2 separate regions of the Zea mays genome follow, and region 2 is linked to region 1. A link is a contact called in public Hi-C data. All regions are on one chromosome and are shown on one strand. The core of a region is the stretch at or near the end of the contact, and the rest is flanking DNA. Distances in the headings are between cores, read along the strand shown. Region 1 holds the start of LOC103638033. Region 2 holds the start of LOC100277118.

Region 1 (4,135 bases), core at 441-2,940:
GCTGTTGTCACTTCGTCAAGCTCTCGTACACCTCTAGGGTTCGTCAACATTGGGGTGCCGCAGTTGCGTCGCAGCTGAAATTCACAAAGGTGCAAGTGAAAAACACGAGTGGGTTAGGAGGCATGTTATGGGTGATGCAACTATTTGCAGCAGTTCCATGATCTGACAAAATTTTGTAAATACTATGACAACCAAAAATGAAAAATAGATAGGAGAAATCAGTAGCAGTGTCAACTGTATTTTTTCTGACAAGTGAAACAAATTCAATCTTCTCAACCTCTATAGTCTCAACTGCTTAGTCCACTCATTGGCAAAAGAAGTGGATTGTACATGCATGCAGCAACTATTTTACACATCTCTTAGAACAGCAACTTCGAAACTATAGAGGTAGTCTGAACTGAACATATGAGCTGTTTTAGTCGGAATGCAGATTCAGTGTCTATTGTCATCGGTATGACTTAGCGACTCACAGAAAACTAAAACCTACAGGGGGCTGTTATGAGAATACTTGACATTTCCAATCCCATCAGGATAGCCATGATCGACTCAACATCATTTATCAGAAATTTAGAACAGACGCACTGAATCAACTGGCAACTGAGAAGCAGCTCTCACCATAGGAATCGGTGGCAAGGACAACGATGTTCATGGGGTCGTCGCACCAAGGCAGGTCGGTGACCAGAGGAGTCAGCCGAGCGCAGTTGCCGGCCTGCACGCACAGCGCGATGCCTATGACGCCCCGTTCGCCGCCGACGGAGATGGTTTCGCCTAGCTGGTACGCCAGCCTGCACAGGAGCAAGTACACAGACCTGCCGTAGAACTGGAACGTGGCCCAGCCGAGCGGGTTGAAGTTCCCCACATTGTTTGCCCGCACGTATCGGATCGTCCTCAGTGGCTCTGACGTGGGTTCAGCGCGCCGGAGCAGCAGGCTCATGAGACCCGGTGTAGTAGTCTTGCCACGAAATGTGCCAAGAACGAACGGCAGTTAGTGCAGACTGCAGACATGGGCAAGAACGGGATCGATGGATAGGTTTCAAAGAACCGTGCTCCGTCCAAACCAAGGCGATGAATCGAATTGGACCGACGTTGAACTCACCATAGTTGGGGGTGGTGGAAGTGGAAGGACAGGTGGCTCGATCCTCGGGGGGATTTCCTCGACCATCCAAAACATCATCGTGGTCCTTACACCGCCGTTGTCATCGACGGTGACCCCGGTGTGCCAGCGGCGGTGCCTGCCGTTGGCGCGGAGGTAGCGGGTGGACCCGTAGCGCAGGACGACGTCGGCTTCGGCTTCGTCGTCTACGGTGAGCGGCGCCCCAATGGGCCTCCACGCGACGGCGTACAGTACCAGCTCGTCGTAGTCGCGCTGGACAACGCGGAGGCCGCGGTGGCCTGGAGGCGCCATTTCCCGCGAGACCGCGAGGTAGCGTCCGTAGGCGGCGCTGCGGAAGAGGACGAAGTTCTGGACCAGGTGCACCTGCCACGCCGCGTTCAGGGAGGCGCGGCGACGGCTCAGAGAGACGCCGACCCCGTCCTCGTCGGCGTAGAGGTACGTCCCGCGCACGCGGCTCCGCAGCCGCACGTGATTCTCGTCGAAGATTTGGTCCATCGCAGCCGCCGCCGGTGGTGGTGCAGTTGCCGAGTTGCGGATGCGCGGGGGACGAGCTGTTCGTTGCCTAGGGAACGGAGAACGGGAAGGGAGAGCAAAGCGGCTATTCGTTGCGACAGTTATTGAGCGCGCGACGCGGTGGGGCCGTCGTCCCAACAGAAACCGACTAAACTTTAATAGCTAAAGTACTGGCTCCAGTGTGTAAGTACATGGTGGTGTGATAAAATTTAGCACATATTATCTTATAAACTGCTCAAGTGGTGCTAAAAGTAGCTAAACATGAGCCAGGAAACCCCATTTTCCACCCATACCCTCCAACCTCATTCCCTCTCTCTCCGCATTAGGGGCATATGTGTCTTTTTATTCCAATATGTTAAACTTTATTAGAGTAGTCCAAACACCCCAAAGAGCTAAACTTTAGCACTTCAATTTATATGGCTAAAGTTTAGTAGGAAGCTAAAATTTATCCTGTGAGATTGAAACAGGGCCTAATTCTACTAGCATATTTTTAGCTAACTAACTATTAGCTCTGTCGGGGACCATAATTAGGGGTACCCCCAAGACTCCTAAACTCGGCTGGTAACCACCATCAGCACAAAGCTGCAAATGCCTGATGGGCGCAATACAGGTCAAAGCTCCGCCCACTCAAGGGACACGATCTCGCCTCGCCCGAGCCCAGCCTCGGGCAAGAACAGCAGACCCATGTGGATTCACGTCTCGCCCGAGGGTCTCCTCGAGGCCCAGCTCGGGCAGGCTTCGCGGAGAAGCAACCTTGGCCAGATCGCCTCGCCAACCGACCGTATCGCATGAGCATTCAATGCAAGGATCGTCTGACACCTTATCCTGACGCACGTTCCTCAGTCGACAAGGCCGAAGTGACCGCAGTCACTTCGCCCCTCCACTGACTGACCTGACAGGAAAACAGCGCCGCCTGTCCTGCTCCGACTGCTGTGCCACCCGCCAGGGTGAGGCTGACAGCAGCCAAGTCCAGCCTCAGGCGCCATAGGAAACTCCGCCTCGCCCGACCCAAGGGCTCGGACTCAACCTCGACCTCGGACGACGGACTCCGCCTCGCCCGACCCAAGGGCTCGGACTCAACCTCGACCTCGGACGACGGACTCCGCCTCGCCCGACCCCAGGGCTCGGACTCAATCTCGACCTCGGACGACGGACTCCGCCTCGCCCGACCCCAGGGCTCGGACTCAGCCTCGACCTCGGAGGAGTCACCGCCTCGCCCGACCTCGGGCTCGGACCGACCACGCCACAGGGGGTACATCATTACCCTACCCCTAGCTAGCTCAGGCTACGGGGAACAAGACCGGCGTCCCATCTGGCTCGCCCCGGTAAATAAGTAATGATGGCACCCCACGTGCTCCATGACGACAGCGGTTCTCAGCCCCCTACGGAAGCGAGAAGACGTCAGCAAGGACCCGACAGCTGTGCTCCTACAGGGCTCAAGCGCTCCTCCGACGGCCACGACATCACATGAACAGGGCACCAACACCTCTCCAACAGCCACGTCGGCATGTACATAAGGCTCTGGCTCCTCTCCGCTAGACACGTTAGCACATTGCTACGCTCCCCGTTGTACACCTGGACCATCTCCTTACATCTATAAAAGGAAGGTCCAGGGCCCTCGTACGAGAATGTGGCCGCGCGGGAGAACGGGCTGACGCACAGGCCCTCGCTCTCTCTCTCCCTCGCGAACGCTTGTAACCCCCTACTGCAAGCGCATCCGCCCTGGGCGCAGGACAACACGAGCCGCGGTTCCCTCTTTTGCTCCCCCTTGTGTTCCGTCTCGCGCCGACCCATCTGGGCTGGGACACGCAGCGACAATTTACTCGTCGGTCCAGGGACCCCCCGGGGTCGAAACGCCGACAGTTGGCGCGCCAGGTAGGGGCCTGCTGCATGTTGACGAACAGCTTCCCGTCAAGCTCGAGATGGGTAGTCTCCAGCAACCTCTCCAACCCGGGACGCTGCTCCATTTTGGGAGCCTCGAGTTCATGTCCCTCGACGGCAGCTATGACATGGTACTCCTTCCTCCGCCGCGCGACAACGACAATGGCGGCCGTCAGCCCGCCCGACGGCGGCGGAATCGACGACGTCTTCCCCGCGTGACGGAAGAACAGCATCCGGGTCTGTCCCGTCACCTTCCCCGCCGACGGAGGAGGAGGCGGGGCAACCATGGCCAAGCAGGAGGCGACACCTTGTCGGCTGTCGAGCGAGTCGACGGCGCCGGCGCCCCAGCGGGGGACACGTCGTGCGTTGACCTCGCGTCTGAGACGAAGACGAGCGTCGTTTCCCCGCAACACACCAACCCCAAGCAGACAGACGACGCCAGCACGCTCGCGAAGGACTTGCTGGGCGTCAGCCTCGTACCTGAGATAACGGTGCAGTCCGTCCCCGACGCGACTTCGTCACCATCCGTCGATCAAGAGGTACCGTCCATTTTCCATCCTATGCCTTTTAGATTCATCTTCGACCCACCAAGCGATCCCGCTTCGGTGGACGCTTTCATAAAGGCAT
Region 2 (4,135 bases), core at 924-3,423, 130 kb after region 1:
TCAAATTCTTCGTATTAAGGACTAGTTTGGTAACCATATTTTTCCAAGAGATTTTTCAATTTTTTTTAAAAAATAGTTTATTTTCTTTTAAGAAAATAAAATTTTCTTTAAAAATAGGGTTGTCAAGCTAGTCCTAAAAGAATCTGACGTATTAGAATTCGGGAGAAAATATAGAGTAAGACACCAAAATGTGTATTATGACCAATAGAGACGAATGTGCTGAGTACACGTGTACAGCCAACACCACTGCGCAGAATCGTTCAAGCATCAACTCCATCCAAACGGTAGTTACCAGATCAGTTTGTGCGTAGTACTGAATGGGCAAGATAAACCGCTTTCAGTCAGTAGAATGCGCCTCCAGCAAAACTACCAGAAACAAGAAGAGCTGCCGTGTTCTCCGAAACTACATGAACCAAGAAACGAAGTCGACGTATTCTCATGTCACTGTATCCGAGGGTCACTCATGAAGTTGCTGTAGAAGTCCTGCTCCCAGGGTACGGGGTCATCCACATTTGGGTGCCGCAGTCCCATAGCAGCTGAAAACAATGCGCATCAGTATGACAGTAGTAGGATCCACGGACATTTGCCACACATCTGAGGGAACTGCAAAGTTTTCACCTGGTGAATTGTTGGGAAGGACGACGATGTCCAGAGGGTCTTGGCTGCGAGGCAGGTCGACGACCAGAGGGGTCAGCCGGCCGTAGAAGCCAGCGTGCGCGCACAGCGTGATCGTCAGCATGTCCTCGTTCACTTTCACCGCCACCTCGTACCTCAGGTTGAACACGGACCGCCCGAAGAACCTGAATGTCTCCGCGCCGAGGAAGTTCCCCTCATCGTTCGCCCGCATGTACCGGATCGTTCGCTGCCGGTCCGTCACGCGCCCAGTGCGCCGCCGCTGTAACAGGCCAGTGGGGACTCCCAGATCCTATTGCAACAGAAAACACAGGTATCTCCGTAGCTGAATGCACATTGTAACGACAACAAAACGCATACAGAAAGCAACATCTCACTTAGCAACAGCTCAACAAATCAACAATCCTTTGCAGATCTTCGTAAGATCATAATCTAGTATAGAGAATAAACCTTACGCAGAGGAGCAAGAATTCTAGAACCAAGGCAGAATTTAGCCAGGCCAAATGTAAGGACTACAGTGCACCAGTGGGAGTATGGAACAGGCCAAATGTAAGGACTCCCAGATCCTATTGCCACAGCAATAGACATTGTAACGAGAACAAAGCGTACACAGAAACCAATAGCTAACTTAACTTGATCCTTTGCAAGTTAACGAATGACAGACAAAATTACATAAAACACAGGTATCTTGGATAAATTGTCTTGTCCCTAAAGCCAACCTAATGCAGATGAGCAAGAATTCAAGAACAAATGCAGAACTCTGCCAATCAAACGTAAGAACTGCACCCAGGGCAATGCAATAGCCAAGATTCAGCAGTTCTTGGAATCGACATGTTCCAAGAACAAGAACAATGTTCCGTCCAAATCAACGAGAGGAGTGGAAAGAGAAGGGGCAGTGAACTAACCGTAGATGGATTTGGAAGGGCAGGCGGCGCTGGTCTCAGGGGGATCTCCATGACCGTCCAATGCATCATCGTGCTCCTGCCCCCGTTGCCAACGACATCGACGGTGACGCCGGAGTTCCAGCGGCGGTACCTGCCGTTGGCGCGGAGGAAGCGTTCCTCGCTCACCAAGACGTTGTACAGGAGGACGTAGCCACTGCCGTCCCCCGCCGAGACGGCCCTCCACCTGACGTTGAGCTGCTGCGGCTCGTTGAAGTCGCGCTGGGCGGCTTCGCGGCCGCGGTGGCCGTCCGCCGCCAAGGACGCTGAGAGCGCGAGGTAACGGCCGTAGGCGGCGGACCGGAGAAGGACGTAGTCGACGCCCCCGTGCACGATCCGGTGCACCTGCCACGCCGCGTTCAGCGTGGCGCGGCTGTTGCTGAGGGAGACGCCGGACCCGTCCTCGTCGGCGTGGAGGTACCCGCGCCGCGCGCGGCTCTGCAGCCACACGTGCGTCCCGTCGGGGAAGTTGTTCATCGCGGCCGCGGGTGGTCGTGGTGCTGGTGCGACGGTGGACGAGTGGATTGACGCTGGTTCGAGGCGGAGCGGGAAGAGCAGCACAGCATAGCAGCTGTTCTTTGCGACGGTTAGCGTGGCAGTGGGTGGCGAGGCGGGGGTCAGGGCCTCAGGGGTATTTCAAGCCCAAGTCGGTTGCTGCATGCCTGCATCGCTCGCCAGAAGGCAGGTGGGCCCGTGCGGGGCCATGGACCGCCCGCGAGCGTGCGCCGAGATTTTTGCTATTAGCAAACGAATGGGTAGGATTCCCTAGAGATCTAGAAATGGAATTGGATAAAATAGGAAGGAGATTAGGGATGGATTCGGATGTCCGGAGATCCAAATTATTCGTATTCATATTCGGATAAAATGCTAATATAGATATCTGTATTCGTGTTCGATTTTAATATAGATGTTAAATAGATATATTCGAATTCATTTTTTCTTTATCCGGTTTAAGATTCATACTCAACAACATTCGACAAAATCGTAAAATATCCGATACTATTCGTATCTGAAACTAAATAATATTCAATAAAATCAATTTAAACTTATTTTTATTACTAATTACAAAGGATCTTAAACTTTAAATAATGTACTAAAAACTGAAGTACACCATTTAAAATGTTAAAAAAAATTATATCATAAATAAATGATTGTGTTAATCTTACGTTACTAGTGATATACAATGGTAACTTTTAATTAATATTAAAAAGTCTAATTTTGAATACATTAGATTATTGAAGTTCTTAGAGTCCAAAATACAAATATACTTAATATAAAAAAGATTAAATTTAGAGTCCAAAATATAAATATACAAGGTATAAATAATTTATTTAAAAATATGATATTCAACTAAGTATTCGAACTACCACGTTAATTAAAATATGCTAGTTCCAAATCAAGTAAGTATCTGAATGTGAATCCGAATTCGGATAGATTGTATTCGTATCCGATGTTATTTGCATTCGAATTAAAATATGGTAAATATCGGATTTGTTTCCATGCGTATCCGTCCGAATCCATCCCTAAACGAGATGGCGATCTCACTTATTATTTAGAAATGCAGACTCCTTTAGACCCTATTGCGTGAGTTGAGCTCCCGATTAAGAGGTTACTGACAGTGAGAGACAAACGCCATGACTGATCTCCCCATCTCAATGTCCTCCACCTTCATACCGAGACTCTTCTACGTTATCGACGCCGCGACCTTCAAGGTAGCCGACGCTCTGCTGACGAGACTGGAGTCCTCGCTCTCGGCCGACGCATTTACCGCCATGGGGACAAGGGCTGGGGCTGGGACATTATTCACCCTGTTCGAGCTCGTCGGCCCCGATCGTCCGAGCCTCCTCTTTGAGGTCTTCGCTGCACGACCTCTGTGTGACATCGTCGACGTCAGGGCTTGGACGCACGGTGGTCGCCACGCTCGTGTGCGTGCACGACGAGGAGACAGGGCATGCCGATCGATGACGCAACACGAGTCAGGCGCGTGGAGTCCAGGCTCAGGCATGTCCTCTGCGGGGCCGTGCTCTGTGCGACGATGGTTTGGAGGGAGACGTTGTGGCCATCAACATGGAACGAAGACTCCACCAGCTTCTCAACGAGGACGAGGAGGCCGAGAGCTGTGCTGACTAGGCGGAGGCGCCCACGGTGACGGCGGACAGTCAGTCACCGTGCAGAATTAGCGGGAGAGAGGGTACTCGGTGGGTGGCCATGAGCTGTCGTGATCGACCCAAGCTACTCTTGGACATCGTCTGCACTCTGCACCTTGACGGACTTGGATTACGTGGTGTACCATGACACGTTCGATGCAGACAATGATCACGCTCAGCAGGTGAGTCTTTTCTCTTGGCGTTATCCTTCGTCAGTTAGAGGTCCAGCGAGAATGCGAGATCCTGGCGGCCAGGGACCGTGTGGCTTTCTCCAATACCATGGCCACCGGACCCAACATTGATGGCATCTTGGCGCGGGGATTAGCTGAGCCAAGCTAGGGTTTAATAAGAGTCCAGTCTAGCGCGTGGTAACCGCCGACGGAGACCGATAGGACTTGCGGGGAAGACAAAAAC

Evidence for each region. A called contact is a pair of places that touch in the nucleus more often than the background predicts.
Region 2: a contact with region 1 is called in a Hi-C map of tassel, with 4 times the contacts expected there. The contact joins the promoter of LOC100277118 here to the promoter of LOC103638033 in region 1. A contact is called at or near these places in 2 of 25 Hi-C or Micro-C datasets (ear and tassel).

The regions. Positions count from the first base shown.
Region 1 is chr9:18,755,009-18,759,143 of Zm-B73-REFERENCE-NAM-5.0, forward strand. LOC103638033 reads right to left here and starts at 1,691. Exons shown (of 3, transcript XM_008661041.2): 1 at 1,097-1,691; 2 at 616-952; 3 at 1-74. The coding sequence starts at 1,609. The coding sequence ends at 34.
Region 2 is chr9:18,886,541-18,890,675 of Zm-B73-REFERENCE-NAM-5.0, forward strand. LOC100277118 reads right to left here and starts at 2,174. Exons shown (of 3, transcript NM_001150777.2): 1 at 1,539-2,174; 2 at 619-925; 3 at 174-536. The coding sequence starts at 2,051. The coding sequence ends at 442. It also overlaps the pseudogene LOC109942476.